Linked DNA regions of Urocitellus parryii: region 1 is linked to region 2. The links are chromatin contacts, called in public Hi-C maps. All regions are on one chromosome and are shown on one strand. The core of a region is the stretch at or near the end of the contact, and the rest is flanking DNA. Distances in the headings are between cores, read along the strand shown. Region 1 holds the start of Ap4e1 (adaptor related protein complex 4 subunit epsilon 1). Region 2 holds the start of Gabpb1 (GA binding protein transcription factor subunit beta 1).

Region 1 (6,668 bases), core at 4,138-6,637, 450 kb before region 2:
GGACACAGTGGTGCATGCCTATAATCCCAGCGACTCAGGAGGTTGAAGAAGGAGGATCCCAAGTTCAAGGCCAGTCTCAGTAACTTAGTGAGACCCTGTCTAAAAATAAAAAGGACTCCCAAGTCCGAACAACGCATCCCTATGCTAACATGTCCCTTCTGAAGATTCTGATATAGAACTGAGCCTTTATGAAATGGAAGACTGAAGTCATTGAGAGAATTTTTCCTAAAAGCTCTACAGGATGACAACAGGGACAAAACTTTTTAAAAGATACCTCTAATCCTCATAGCTAACATTTGTGAAAGTGAGAACAGGATATTTAAAATTATTCTAGTCAATTTAAGTTTTTTATTTTATAAAGAAACGTTTCTAACCATTAAACTGATAAGATTAGACAAAGTTCTTCAAATAAGCTTTTTTAAGGTATAATTTACCTCAAAAAAATCAGCCCATTTAAGAAAATTCACCGATTTTAAGTTATAGCTCAATGAGATTTGACAAATATATATAGTTAGTTATCTAATCACCAAAATGCTGTAACTATTCAAAATTCTATGAATTAGGAAAACCAATTTTCATTAATAGCTTTTCAGGCTTTGGAAATTATAATGCAATATTCTAAAAACATACTACATACCTGCCATCATTCATTTTATATAGTAGATGAAACTTTAAGGGCATCATTAAAGTAGGAAAGTCTTAAACGCATACATACCTACTCTTTTTTCTAAGAGGTTTCCTTGTTGAGCCAACTTGATTGCATGTATATAGCCAAAAGAAGCATCATATCCAAGCATTTCACAATATATAAGTCTCACCATACATTCCTTCATCATTTTCTGAAATGCAAAATATCCAGTCACTATATAAAGAAATGGAATGTTCTAAGTTTGTGTGTGTGTGTTTTCTACTCATTTAAAAGGAAAATCCTTCTATTCTGGCACTGAAAACATAATTATATATCAAAAATTGATCACCTAATATCAAATTTGAACCCCATCTTAATTACCAATAGTATCAATTTTAGCAAAATCATTTCAAATATTTTGTTGGTAGTGATTCTACAAAATAAGCCAACTATCACTATTTCTATGTGCTAATAGTGTAAACTTTAGTTATAATGTGATACATGCAGTCCCTTGATAAAATTTCATCCATAATCTTACTTGGCATCTAAAATGCAGCATGTCAATTTTAATATACTTTGTTAAAACATTCAAAAATTACAAATTGTTAATAATTTCTAATGAAAACATTTTTCATATTTAAAAATCAAATTGCAGGGCTGGGTTTGTAGCTCAGTGGTAGAGCACTTGTCTTGCGTGCCTGAGGCACTGGGTTCAATCCTCAACTCCACATAAAAATAAATCAATAAAATAAAGATATTAAAAAAAATCAAATTGCACCCCAACATTTTTCAGAATTATTATGCTACAAATAATTTATAATAGTCTACTTTATAGGTATTTTTAAATATATAATTATTATGAACTGAGAAGCATTTAATACTCATTCCAATATTTAATTTTTAATGGGGTCTTTCAATATTTACAATATAAACAACATTTTTAAGAGATTTACACATTTGTTTTATTAGTATGACAATATTTACTTTCTAGTATTTACAGCAAATGATTAGAGCTAATAAAAATAAAATAAAATAAATATATATAGCAAAAATTAATCAGAAATAAAATACAAAATGTTTCCATTTGTTTTAATGTCTAAAAATTAATAGAGTTAGCATATTATAGGATTACTAAGTTACAAAATGCTTAGGAAACAGTAAAATATTTTAAAGCAAGGATGGTAATGTTTAATATTCCATATGTAGGTTGCATTTGTATATAAAGAGCTCAATGAGAAACCATAAAAAATCTTAGGGAAATGAGATTTAATATAGGTCACTTGTACTTAAAGCAGAAAAAGATAATTAACATATTAATTAAGACTACTAAATACTAAGAGAAACTTAAATGATTCTAGAAGTCCTTCTTCAAAGACTTCTATATCAATTAGGAGTGAAAGCATTAACATAAGCCATTAAATTTTAACTCTGAATTTGTAACATTACCTCAGTTTGTTTGTTAGTTAGTTACTGGAGACGGAACCCAGAGGATCTTTATCACTGAGCTACATCCCCATCCCCAGTCCTTTTATTTATTTTTTTTATTTTGAGAAGGCCTCAAACTTGCAATTCTCCTGCCTCAGCTTCCAGAGTCTCTGGGATTATAGGTGAGCTTTGCCACAAATGGTTTACCTCGGTTTTCCTAAAGTCACAATGATCTTTATTTAAGCAAAATTACTGCCTACATTACTATTTTCTTGTATTTAGAGAAGAAAATACATTTGCCAATGCAGGAATTCTCTTTACAATTTCTCTAACAGTCATCCTACCTCTACATGATCACCTTAGAAACAGACTACTCTGAGGTATGCCCAGAACAGGATGGCCATCATTATACCATCATCCTTCCAAATTCTGACTCCTGAACTTCTACCTATTAATCTTAAGTTCTACCCAACACTAGGTTTATATCTTTTAGCAACAAAAACTGTATACAGTAATACCAATTATAGAAAACGAAAATCTAATGTGCTCATGTAAAATGATTATCTTGATATTTTTATTGAGGGGAGAGAAAACATCCATCCCCCCCAGTGACTTAAACATAAAAGGCACTTATTAAATATTTGCTGAATAAATGTTGTTTGGGAAAAAAATCTCATTAAAAAGAAACAAGGGCTGGCTGGATATTCAGCTCAGTGGCAAAGCACTTATCTAGCATTTGAGAGGCACCACAAAAATAAATAATTTTTTTAAAACCTGGCATTACACATAACATACAAACACTGAATTATCATACCATATCCCATAAAGTTATAAAATCATTATATGTCAATTAAAAATAGCAATAATAATGATAACAACAAAAGCCTATATTTTAATCTAACTATGTGGAAATAGCCTCACAGTGGCCTGCATATTCAGAAGCCCCCTAATACAGTTGCTAAAGGAATGCTGTTTGAAAAATCAAATTATATAGAACCAAGTTTAAAAACAACTAGAAGTTGATTTAACTAATATGCCATATACTAGGTTTCAGAGCAAGAAAACAATTAATTTACTTGGTCAACCAACCTATACTCCAAAAGGTATAGTATCAAAATTAAAGATCTACAATGTAAGAGCAGAAGATACAGCTCAATGTAGAGCATGAGCTTCAGCATGAATGAAGCCCTGGGTTCAAATTCCCAGTACCACCAAAAAAAAAAAAAAAAACAAGAAAAATTTGTAATATATCAATTTAGGTCCAAAGATATTTTTAAATGATAATATCTTAGCCTTTTCCAAGTACACAATATGATAAGTACTGGAGTCCTATGAAGATTGTTGTACTTCTGCAATTACCATTATGTTTGTCCCGACTTGACAAAGGCAGGCAAGTCTGCTTCCAATGCAGCCAGTCAATGAAAAAACCTAAGTTAGTCTGACTTGCTACAATATATAACTGATTTTGATATAATTAAATTAAATTTTAGAAATATCAGTCAGATATCAAGATTGAATCCATCCATAGTGGATCAGATTTCAAATCCAAATGTTTGACATTGACTATAAAAACTTACGAGTGTGGTAGTAGGAGCAGAAACAGTTGCTCTCAGACTATTCAGTTCCTGCTGGATTAATTTCTCTTCTTCCTAAAACAGTGAAAATAATTAAATGCTTAAATAACTGTCTTTTCAAGCTGTAAACATATTATCAAGGGAAAAATAAAACATAATAATTAAAAGGAAACATGATCTTAAAAGTGAGTTATAAATATTATGTGCTTAAGATCTACCTAAAGATACTCATTTCTCCAACCCTCAAAATCATCCCTCCAGAGAATAAATGTTTCCAGGCTAACCTACCATTTCTCATCTTTTCACTCAGTTACTGTCCCTTTAAAAACCTATTTGGCGGGGAAAAAAAAAACTAAAAGTGGAGAGAAAGCAGAAAAAAATTTTCCATGTTCTGGCCAGCATAAGAGTCTCACATCTTCCCCTTAAAGAAGACTTTTTGCATAGGGTAAGAAGGCAGGTTCCCCACATTGTTTCTCTCACTTTTTATATCAAAAACACCAGTGTGGTCACTTCAATGTTTGCATTGTATATCTCCTTAAGCAGTTAAAAATTGGCCCCATTTTAAGCTAATATAATGTTATCTTTAAATTACACATGAAATTAGCAGGTGTTCATTAGACAGTTAACCCAGAACTACCGGTGAAGTACTGCCACACAGCTATCTACAGTTTCAGACTACCTGTTAAACTTTCAGAGCACTTTGCTTTTTTTTTTTTAAGTATCTGTTGAACAAATTATGACAAAACTCGTGTTTTTAAGATATCAACTCCTTTGAGGTTTTGAATCAGAATCTTACACAATCTATGTAACTACCAAAAGTCTATGGGAATTTTATTTTATTTTACTTTATTTATTTTGGTGCTGGAGATTGAACCCACAGCTTTGAGCATGTAAGGCAAGCATTCTACCAACTGTGCTATACCCCAGCCCCAAAGGAATTTTAACAACTTATTATAACTGCTCATTCTCAAAGCTCATCTGAAGCACAGACTTACTCAGCAAATATTTTAGTTTGGAAGAATAAGGGGGTGGTATTATTGTTGGTATTCTTTGGTCCAACCCACTGATTTAGCCTAAGAACCTCAAGCTCCCCCATCCCCAGAGATATCCACAGCAGGCTCAGGTGGCACAGAGTGGCAGGTTAAGGTCCATGAGGTCTACCAGGAGAAGGGACTGGGGAGCAGAACAAACTGAGCAGGGAACCAAACTTTGTAAGTGAACAGTGCCCGACACTTCCAACGCACTGGGTATTTTCACATTTTGACATTTCATCTAGTCCTCACAACAACTTATAACATTTGTATTGGCACTCTTCCACTTAAACACTGAGAAAACATCCAAAGGGTCGGAGGTTAAACAAATTTGCCCCCAGATCGGAATGAGTCAGATTCAGGGCCAGCAGTAGAAACCCGGCCTCTCTGCTGTCAGTCCGGGTAAGAGAGTGAACCTTCCAGACAGACTGCAGGACGGGTCCACACAGGCAGTCCCCTGATCCCCGCGGGAGCGCGGGCGCTGACCCTCGCAGCGGGCCTCCCCCGCGCCCCGGCCTCCCCGCCAGCTGGGCACCTACGTGCTTGGAAGTGAGAGCGGTAATGCCGCGGACTAGGCCGCCCAGCCTGGAGGAGAAGGACGCCTTGGGGGCCGCGGGCCCGCCAGCCGGCTGGTTCTGCAGAAACAGTCCCGGCAGCGCCGTCAGCGTCTTCTCCACGATGTCGCTCATCTCCGCCGCCAACCGCGCTCGGGTCACCGCCCGGCTTCATGCCCTGCCTACCCCAGCGGCTCGGCCTCCGTAGGCACTTCCTGTATTTTGAAGAAGAAATCTTTATTCGCGTCCCGCGTGTTCAAACAAAGTGTCGTTCTCGGGAGAGACCGCCGGAGGGCGCAAGAGTCCACGGGAACAGAGTCTCCCCGAGCTGGCGCCCAGAGGCTGGCCGCCAGTGGAAGCTGACAGGTGTCCGAAGCTCGCGGTTTTGATGACAGCGTCAGAGCCCACGCAATTGTGACTCCCCCTGAGGAAGCCTCTCGGGGCCTGTAAGTCTGCTTAGCCCCTTTCTCCTTAGCTATCTCCGCCAGCCTCTTTAGGGACGCCCGAGATCGGCCACCCCCCAGGGTCTGCAGACTGCAGACACACGGCCCCTCCCACTGCGGCACCCCAAGAAGCGGCTCCACGTGGGTCCCGGCGTTGTGCGCGGCGGGACACACCCAAGGTGTTGAATGACAGCGCGGCCGCCCTGGGGACTGCCAAGGTGGTTCCCCGCCCTCCCCTATCCTGTATCCTGGGTCGTCTGGAGGCTGACTCTGGGACGTGGGCGGTGTGACTCTGCAGACTCCTACTCTGCCCGCCGCAGTCTAAAGGTCACTTTTCTGAGCCTCCTGCTTACTTGGCAGGCCAGGAGAGGTCTCCCTGTGCCACCTCTCACAACTCTGCTTTCTTTTCCATTTTAGAACTGATCACAGTTGCCCCTACATAATATTTACCTCTCTCTACAGAGAATATTCTAGTCATAGCTACTACCCCAGCTCCTAACTAGAGCAGAATCTAAGACAATGATTCTCAAAATATGGTCTGGTGAATTCTGAGGGGCCCTGAGACCCTTTCAGGAAATCCCCCAAGTAAAAATGATATTTATAATAGTACTTAAATGTTATTTGCAGTTTTCATTCTAGTTTTCTGGGACTCTCAAGAGGCTAGATGACACATGATCGCTTTGTTAGCTGCTGAAATGTGTGTGCTTCCAAGGTACTAGGTTAAAGGTATAAATACGAGTGTTTGCAGAGGTTAACTGTCCTCAGTATCTTAGTGTATTTTTTCAGGCTTTCTTTTGAACCAGCTCTCATCTCTGAAACCTCCTTATAGTCCAATATGTGGGTTTTTCTGAAATCCTGAAATTGTTCTTGTACCTGAGCAGGAATTCGAGAAAAAAATGGTCTGCTTGTTGACTTGTTTTGCAAGAGTCATTTTTTGTTTTGTTGTTTTGTTTTGTTTTGTTTTTTAAATTTCTAGGAAATTTTTCTAAATATTTCAACTTTATCTGAAACTC
Region 2 (6,765 bases), core at 2,433-4,932:
ATTTAGGAACTGAATTTTTTATTCCTAAAGTTAAAATAAAATTTAAAAACTGATATGATTCAAATACCACAAAACTTCATTATGGTTGAAACCAGTTGGATATGTTAATTTTGAACTGTAAATTTTGTAAAATCAAATATTGAGATACTTTGTTATAAGATTCCAAACTCTTAGTAACAAGCATGTAAAATGTTTAAAAATATTTAATAATTTTTAAAAATATTTTTTAGTTTTAGGTAGACACAATATCTTTATTTTTATGTAGTACTGAGAATTGAACCCAGTGCCTCATGCATGCTAGGCAAGCGTGCTACCACTTGAGCCACATCCCCAGTCCCCAAAAATATTTAATAATTTATATATTGATCACAAATGAAATACTGAGACAAACTAGGTTAAATAAGACTTTTTTTTTTACTAGAATTTCACATTCCTTTTTACTTTTTTAATGAGGCTAATATAAAATTATGTGGCTTGTTATATTTTTATTGGCCAGTGCTGGCATAGACAACAATGCCCCAAACCTAGGTATCACTATTGATTTCTTATTCTCTCACTCTTCACATCAGGTTAAATCCTCAAACTATATCTGTGATACATCCGTTTTCTCCATCTCTGTTACTATCCTAGTACATGCTTCTCCATTCTTAAAACCCTTCAATGGCTTGATCTTACAAAAGTTGCAGACTTGTCTCTTACCATCTCTTTAATTTTTTTCACTACATTTTTTTCTGCCATCTTTGCTGCTCCCTAAACATAACTCCTTCTTACCTTAGGGCTTTTGCCCTGTTATTCCCTCTGTCCCAATTTCTTTCCCATTAGGTCTGAGCTCACAGAATAACTTCTCAACGAGGCATTTCTGCTCAAGGACCAAAATTTTGTTCTTTCACTCAGAGAAATATTTTATCTAATCATGCATTCATTTTTCTCATTAACTTATTATGGGATATCTTTCCTTGTTTCTATTTTATAGTCCCCCTGACCGCCCAACATACACACTGGAAATAGGAAGAGGAATGATGTTTGTCTTACTGCTGCTTTACCTATGTAGAGTGTAGAATAGTGCCAGGCATAGGGTGGGGGTGCCTTTCCAACAACTGTTCAATGAGTACCTAATTGCTGACTGGGCTTATCTATTTGGTTGGCTCACAGGCACTTCAAATACTTCATGATCAAAATAGAACCTTTGTCCTTCCCTAACATATCCCTCTTCCCTTCTTATCTCAGTGAAGATATTACCATCTTCCTAGGTGCTTCACTGCCAAACTTGAGTCACCTTTGACATTATACCTCTTAAGTCATTCCCTTATGGAGTCAACCAAATCTCTAAGCTCTCCTTTACCACTTTGATCATGTCCTTCACTCCTGTTTGCCATTCTCTCTCCAATTCATCATTCTCTTGGATTTTTATACAAACTGTTTTTCTTGTCTTGAACTTTGTATGCTAGTCATCCACAAATTAAATCACATGAATGTTCTTATTACAGATCATTCAACATTTGCCTCCTGCTCTTAAAAGCTAATTTCTGCACATGACATTCAAGGTCTTCATTAGATCTCTACAGGAACACTTTAGATACTACTGAAATAGCATTGTCTTCTTTATCCATCTAACTCCTTGAGGCCTTCCTCAATTCCCTTACTGAAGCTCAGTAAGAGCTTCAAGTCCTCCCTTTCAGGTTAGTAAAGGGCTCCTCCTCTTTGTAATTCTAGTATTCGTCAATTTCCCCTCATCATACTACTGATGATGCCTATTTACCGGTTACATTTTACAGCAGAAGATCAATGGGGGCAAAGATTCTGTAGCATTACTGAATGTTTACTCAAACTCTGTTACAGAAAAGCATGACATTGAGGCTTGGGTCGTGGCTCAATGGTGGAGTGCTGGCCTAGCACGTGTGAGACCCTGGGTTCGATCCTTAGCACCACATAAAAATAAATAAAAATAAAATGATGGGGCTGGGGATGTGGCTCAAGCGGTAGTGCGCTTGCCTGGCATGCGTGCGGCTGGGTTAGACCCTCAGCACCACATACAAACAAAGATGTTGTGTTTGCGGATAACTAAAAAAAATAAATATTAAAAAAATTCTCTTTAAAAAAAAATAAATAAAATGAAAGATATTGTGTCTATCTACAACTAAAAAAATTAAAAAGTATGACAACAAAATCTTTATGTTTTGGGGCTGGGGATGTGGCTCAAGCGCTAGCGTGCTCGCCTGGCATCCCTGCGGCCGGGTTCGATCCTTAGCACCACATACAAAGATGTTGTGTCCGCCGAAAACTAAAAAATAAATATTAAAAATATTCTCTATCTTTAAAATAAAATACATTAAAAAGATCTTTATGTTTTATCAATAAAAATATTAAATAAAAACAAATAAAGACTGTGGCTCCTATACGGTTCTGCTTCCAATTTAGGAATACTGAGTTATATCAAGACTATGAATCTTTATTGCATCACTATTACAAAGGGTAAGTGAAGATAAATTACTTATTTGAGGCCACACAAAAACAGTGGGAAATATGAATTCCGTTTAAACTTGTCAGTTCTGGACTAAACTTCGCGTTGTCTGAGATACTCCCAACTCCTAGATACAAGGATGCCAAAGTTCCGCTCTTTGTAGGTTGGGAAAGCGATCCCCGAGGTTCCCTGTTAAAAAAAAAAAAAACATTAGTATGTTGAGTTACTTTGGAAATCTCATAAACATTTAAGACTTTTCCTTTGCAAATCGCCATCTCCGAATAAACTTGCTTTTAAAATAAAACGCAAAAAAGCTTTATGTTGCAGGCACAGAAAAATTGATCTCTACCTCTGTGACAGGTGACAAGTAATCCAAGGGAATTCAGTGAGCAAATTATTGTAGTCTACAAAGTATGAGGCACCATTAGAACGCTTTTTTCAAAAAAGGTTACAGAAACACGTACATCCTCGTCATAAACCTGACTGTTCAGTTTATGCGAAGTGGAAACAGTCTTCGTTCCTCCCCTGGAACTTCAACAGCGACTCCCGTCCCAGTCTAGGGCCACTTTAAGGTAAATCCTAGCCTCCTGGCTGCCCTTCCGTCTCCCAGAATTCTGCTAGGCGGTCCAATTGGCAAGCTTAAATCTCAAGGATCCCGCAGTCCACGCCTTTCAACGGTCATGTCGGAGACATACTAGCGTTAGCACACGCCAGCTTGTTTCCAAACTCCTACCCATCTCGGAAAGAGGCGGCGCGGCGCGGTGCGGCCCGGCTGCTATTCCGCGCACATGGCCCGCCGCAGCTCCCACCCCCGCTGCCGCGCAGGCGCCGGGCGAGCCGGGACTTGCGGTCGCCGACAGCGGATCATTCCGCCGCCTTCTTTGTGTAGCTGAACGCTAGAAATGGCATATTTTCCTTCCTTCTGTTAAAAAACAAAAAATCAAACCCTCTTGTCCCTTCCTCCCACCGGAATGGGGTTAGGGAGTGGATGGGAGCGGGATCTGCACACAAAGGCAGGGGCGAAAAAGCCTCAAGCGAAGGGCTGACGAGGGCCGGGTCCGGGAGGGATGCTGGGAGCTTGACTCACTCGCACACCATGTGTCCCTCCGCGCGCAGCACGGGGGACTTTTCGGTGGGGATTTTGGGCGCCGACCAGACGCGGCATTTTCGGAAAATAGCGCCCTGTGCAGCTGAAGCGCTTAGTGTGTAGCGGGGCCGCGTCAGCCCGGCCGGGTACGAGGCGCCTCGGGTCCCCGCACCACCTCCTGCTGCTCCCCCGTCGCCGCTCCCGAAGCTTTTCCAGGTCAGTGCGGGTCTGTGTAGGGCCCTGTTACCACCGGATGTGGAAGTTGATCTCTTCGCTGGTAAAAAATAATTCCACTTCCCCCGGAACCCAGATCATCCCCGCGATTTCCTGTTTATTGCATTAAGGCGCCGGGTTTCCGGGGCTCCTGGACCCGCTTATTCCGCGGGGGTCGACGGGGTCGGCCTGGGCGCCCGCTCCGCCCGCGCCGCCGGCGCGCTTTGTCTGCCGGGCACCCCGCTTCTGGGAGGGGCGGGCAGACATGGTGGCGGCCGCCGCCCCCTCCTCGGCCCTGGCATGCCGCGGCCTCCCCTGCGCTTCCCGCTGAGCCGCTGCTGAGCGGCGGCCCCGGGGCTGCGATGGGGTCGTACCGGGGCAGCGGGGACTCTGTGGGCGCTGGGAGGCTGGCAGTGGGCGGAAGAGGGAAGGAGGCAGGCGCGGCCCGGCCTCGGCGCCCGCCGCCCCCGGCCCCGCCAGCCCCATTGTCTCTGCGGCCTGACGGTCCCGCCGGCCTCTATTGAGCGGGAAGGGCCGACTGGCCCTGTCGCGCTGTGCTGTGGAGCCCGCGGAGCTGGAAGGCTGTCGGATCGCGGTGGGAGCGGCGGGATTGGACAGGGTTAACGGGAGAGCTCAGCTGGTGCCGGGCAGGGCCGCCACGGCTACTGCCTCGGCCGCGGGGACTCGAGTCCTGAGGGGACGAAGCCTGTGGTTCTGAATGTTCGGGACTTCTGCCCCAGAGACTTCGCCGCTGGGACTTATGAGAACAGATTCGGGACAGATATTGAGAATTTTGCCAGGTCATCTCTGCCTGGGCACAGTTAATCGGTGTGATATTTAGTGAGTTTCGTTGAAGCTGTCCAACTGTGTTGAATCAGCGTGCCTAGTCTCAAGGGTGCATCGTGAAAACTGAAACCAAAGGAATGATTCTGGCCTGCTTTGTGTGTTTTCCCACTTTAAGCTTGTTTTCAGTACACAAATTTTTGATTCAAAGCTGATTGGACTGTGGCGAGCAGAGAGATCTGTTCAAAGGAGGGCAGAGAGCACAGTACTTCTGAAGGGGGCTTGATAATGTGGAATTATTTTCTCTCTCCGGTCACTGGGTTGCTGGTTGAATTCAGGCAAGTGTTACTTTCTGAAGTATAATTTTAATCTGCACACAAGTTTCATGTAGTCGGTGGATGATCCTTGTAGATTGCCATCCCGGAATTAAAAACTCACTCTAATTTATCATGCAGAAGTTGGTGCTCAGAAATTCTTTTTTGCTCGTGTTTTAAATCATGTTAAAACCCACCCAGCTTGGTTTAAATTTCTTCTGCCATATTTTGACACTTCCACTTTCAGGCTCAGACTTTCAATTTAAGGAAACTGAAGAAGGCTGTATCTTGTTTTTTTTTTTTTTTTTTTTTTTTACAAAAAGTTTTTTTTTTTTAAAAAAACAAACAGACTGACTCCAGGTTAACACAGTGACATATTAGGCAAGCGTGACATTGTTTTGCATTTCTGCAAATCTTTTTAATGCTTGATTAATGGAACACCGCTGGTTGTGGTATCGTACCATGTAACATCTGGAAAACTCCACTTCTGTCTCCCTCCTTTTTTAACACAGAAGTGTGTTATTCCTGTCTGTTTTCACTGTGTAAGTCATATAAGGATACTATCCAATACATATTTTAAAAATCAGGATAATAAGGATGATTCTTGTACTTTTTTCTTGGGGTCTAACTTTTTAAGAAGTTGAGATTTAGGGGTGGGGCTTTATAGTCATGGGTAGGGGGTTTACCTAGTATGCTCCAGGACCTGGGTTCATTCTCCAGTCCCAGAAAAAATCAATTGGGCTTTTGGTGCATAAACAACGTAATACTTAAAGATTATGTAACCTGCATATGCTCCTGGAGATTCATTTTTTTCTCTTTTTGTTATATTCCTACGTACACACAGTGAAACAGTGTAATTTGATCAATTTCATTCCCCAGTATCTCCTCTTTCCCCCTCCCTATCCCTGATCCCCTTCTTTCTATTCTATTGGTCTCCCTTCTTCTTTTTTAATTTGTCCTAATTAGTTATACATGATAATAGAATGCATTTTGACACATTGTACACAAGTGGAACACAAGTGGAACACTTCTTCTCATTCCTCTGGTTGTACATGCTGCACACCAGTAGTGGAATCATACATGTATATAGTGTAGTAATGTCAGTCTCATTCTCCTTACCATCCCCACATCATCACTGAAGATTCATTCTGAGTGATTAAACTTTGTCTTTAATTCCAATATGTTTCTTTAGTTATGTACATAAATAAAACATGAATTCCACATTAGATGTACTTGTGAAAATCTGTGTGTAATTGTAATCTGAGTATAGGACACTTTCAAAGCACTGTGGGAGCTCCAGATTTAAAAGAGTAAAACCTTCGTTCAATCTGTGTAATGTATCTATACACATCTAGAGTTTTCTGTCTGAATCTTTAGAAACTTTTCTGTCTGGACAGTTATAGTGCAGTGTGTAAAACTTTAAGATCACATTTTGTTTTAATGGTTTGGAAAGGAAACTAAATTTGTTTCCAGTTGTTTCTGTGAACTCTACTCTGAATCTGTCAGTCTGTACTGTTCCATCAACAGGAAGCATCTGGTGGTTCTTCATGTAATTGTTAAAAAATGTCAGGTGTATTTTTTAATAGTTTGCTGTTCCTATGAAAGTAGGTTGAATCTTGGTTAATTTTACTTGATTTTAGTTTTTTTCCCTCCAATATTAAAACTAAAAGTCTTTATAGTAGGCTACATCTCCTACAGAATAGACCCCCCCCCCAAGTATCTTGTAAACAGGTAAAGCAAACATGTTATTAGGAATTCAGAAATTTCATATGAAAAAAATTTTTTTTCTGCACTGGGGATTGAACCCAGGGTGCTTAACTACTGAGCCACATCCCCAACCCCCCACCCTTTTAAAAGTATTTTATTTTGACTGGTTTGGGGTCTTGTTTTCCTTGGGGCTCTGCTAA

The links. Hi-C and Micro-C count contacts between places; a contact is called where the count stands out from the background.
Region 1: a contact with region 2 is called in a Hi-C map of muscle, with 5 times the contacts expected there. The contact joins the promoter of Ap4e1 here to the promoter of Gabpb1 in region 2. A contact is called at or near these places in 2 of 2 Hi-C or Micro-C datasets (liver and muscle).

What each region holds. Positions count from the first base shown.
Region 1 is chr6:96,947,465-96,954,132 of mUroPar1.hap1, reverse strand. It overlaps Ap4e1 (adaptor related protein complex 4 subunit epsilon 1), which reads right to left and starts at 5,387. Exons shown (of 21, transcript XM_026391775.2): 1 at 5,198-5,387; 2 at 3,631-3,702; 3 at 716-839. The coding sequence starts at 5,347.
Region 2 is chr6:96,494,584-96,501,348 of mUroPar1.hap1, reverse strand. Gabpb1 (GA binding protein transcription factor subunit beta 1) reads left to right here and starts at 3,682. Exons shown (of 9, transcript XM_026390694.2): 1 at 3,682-3,764.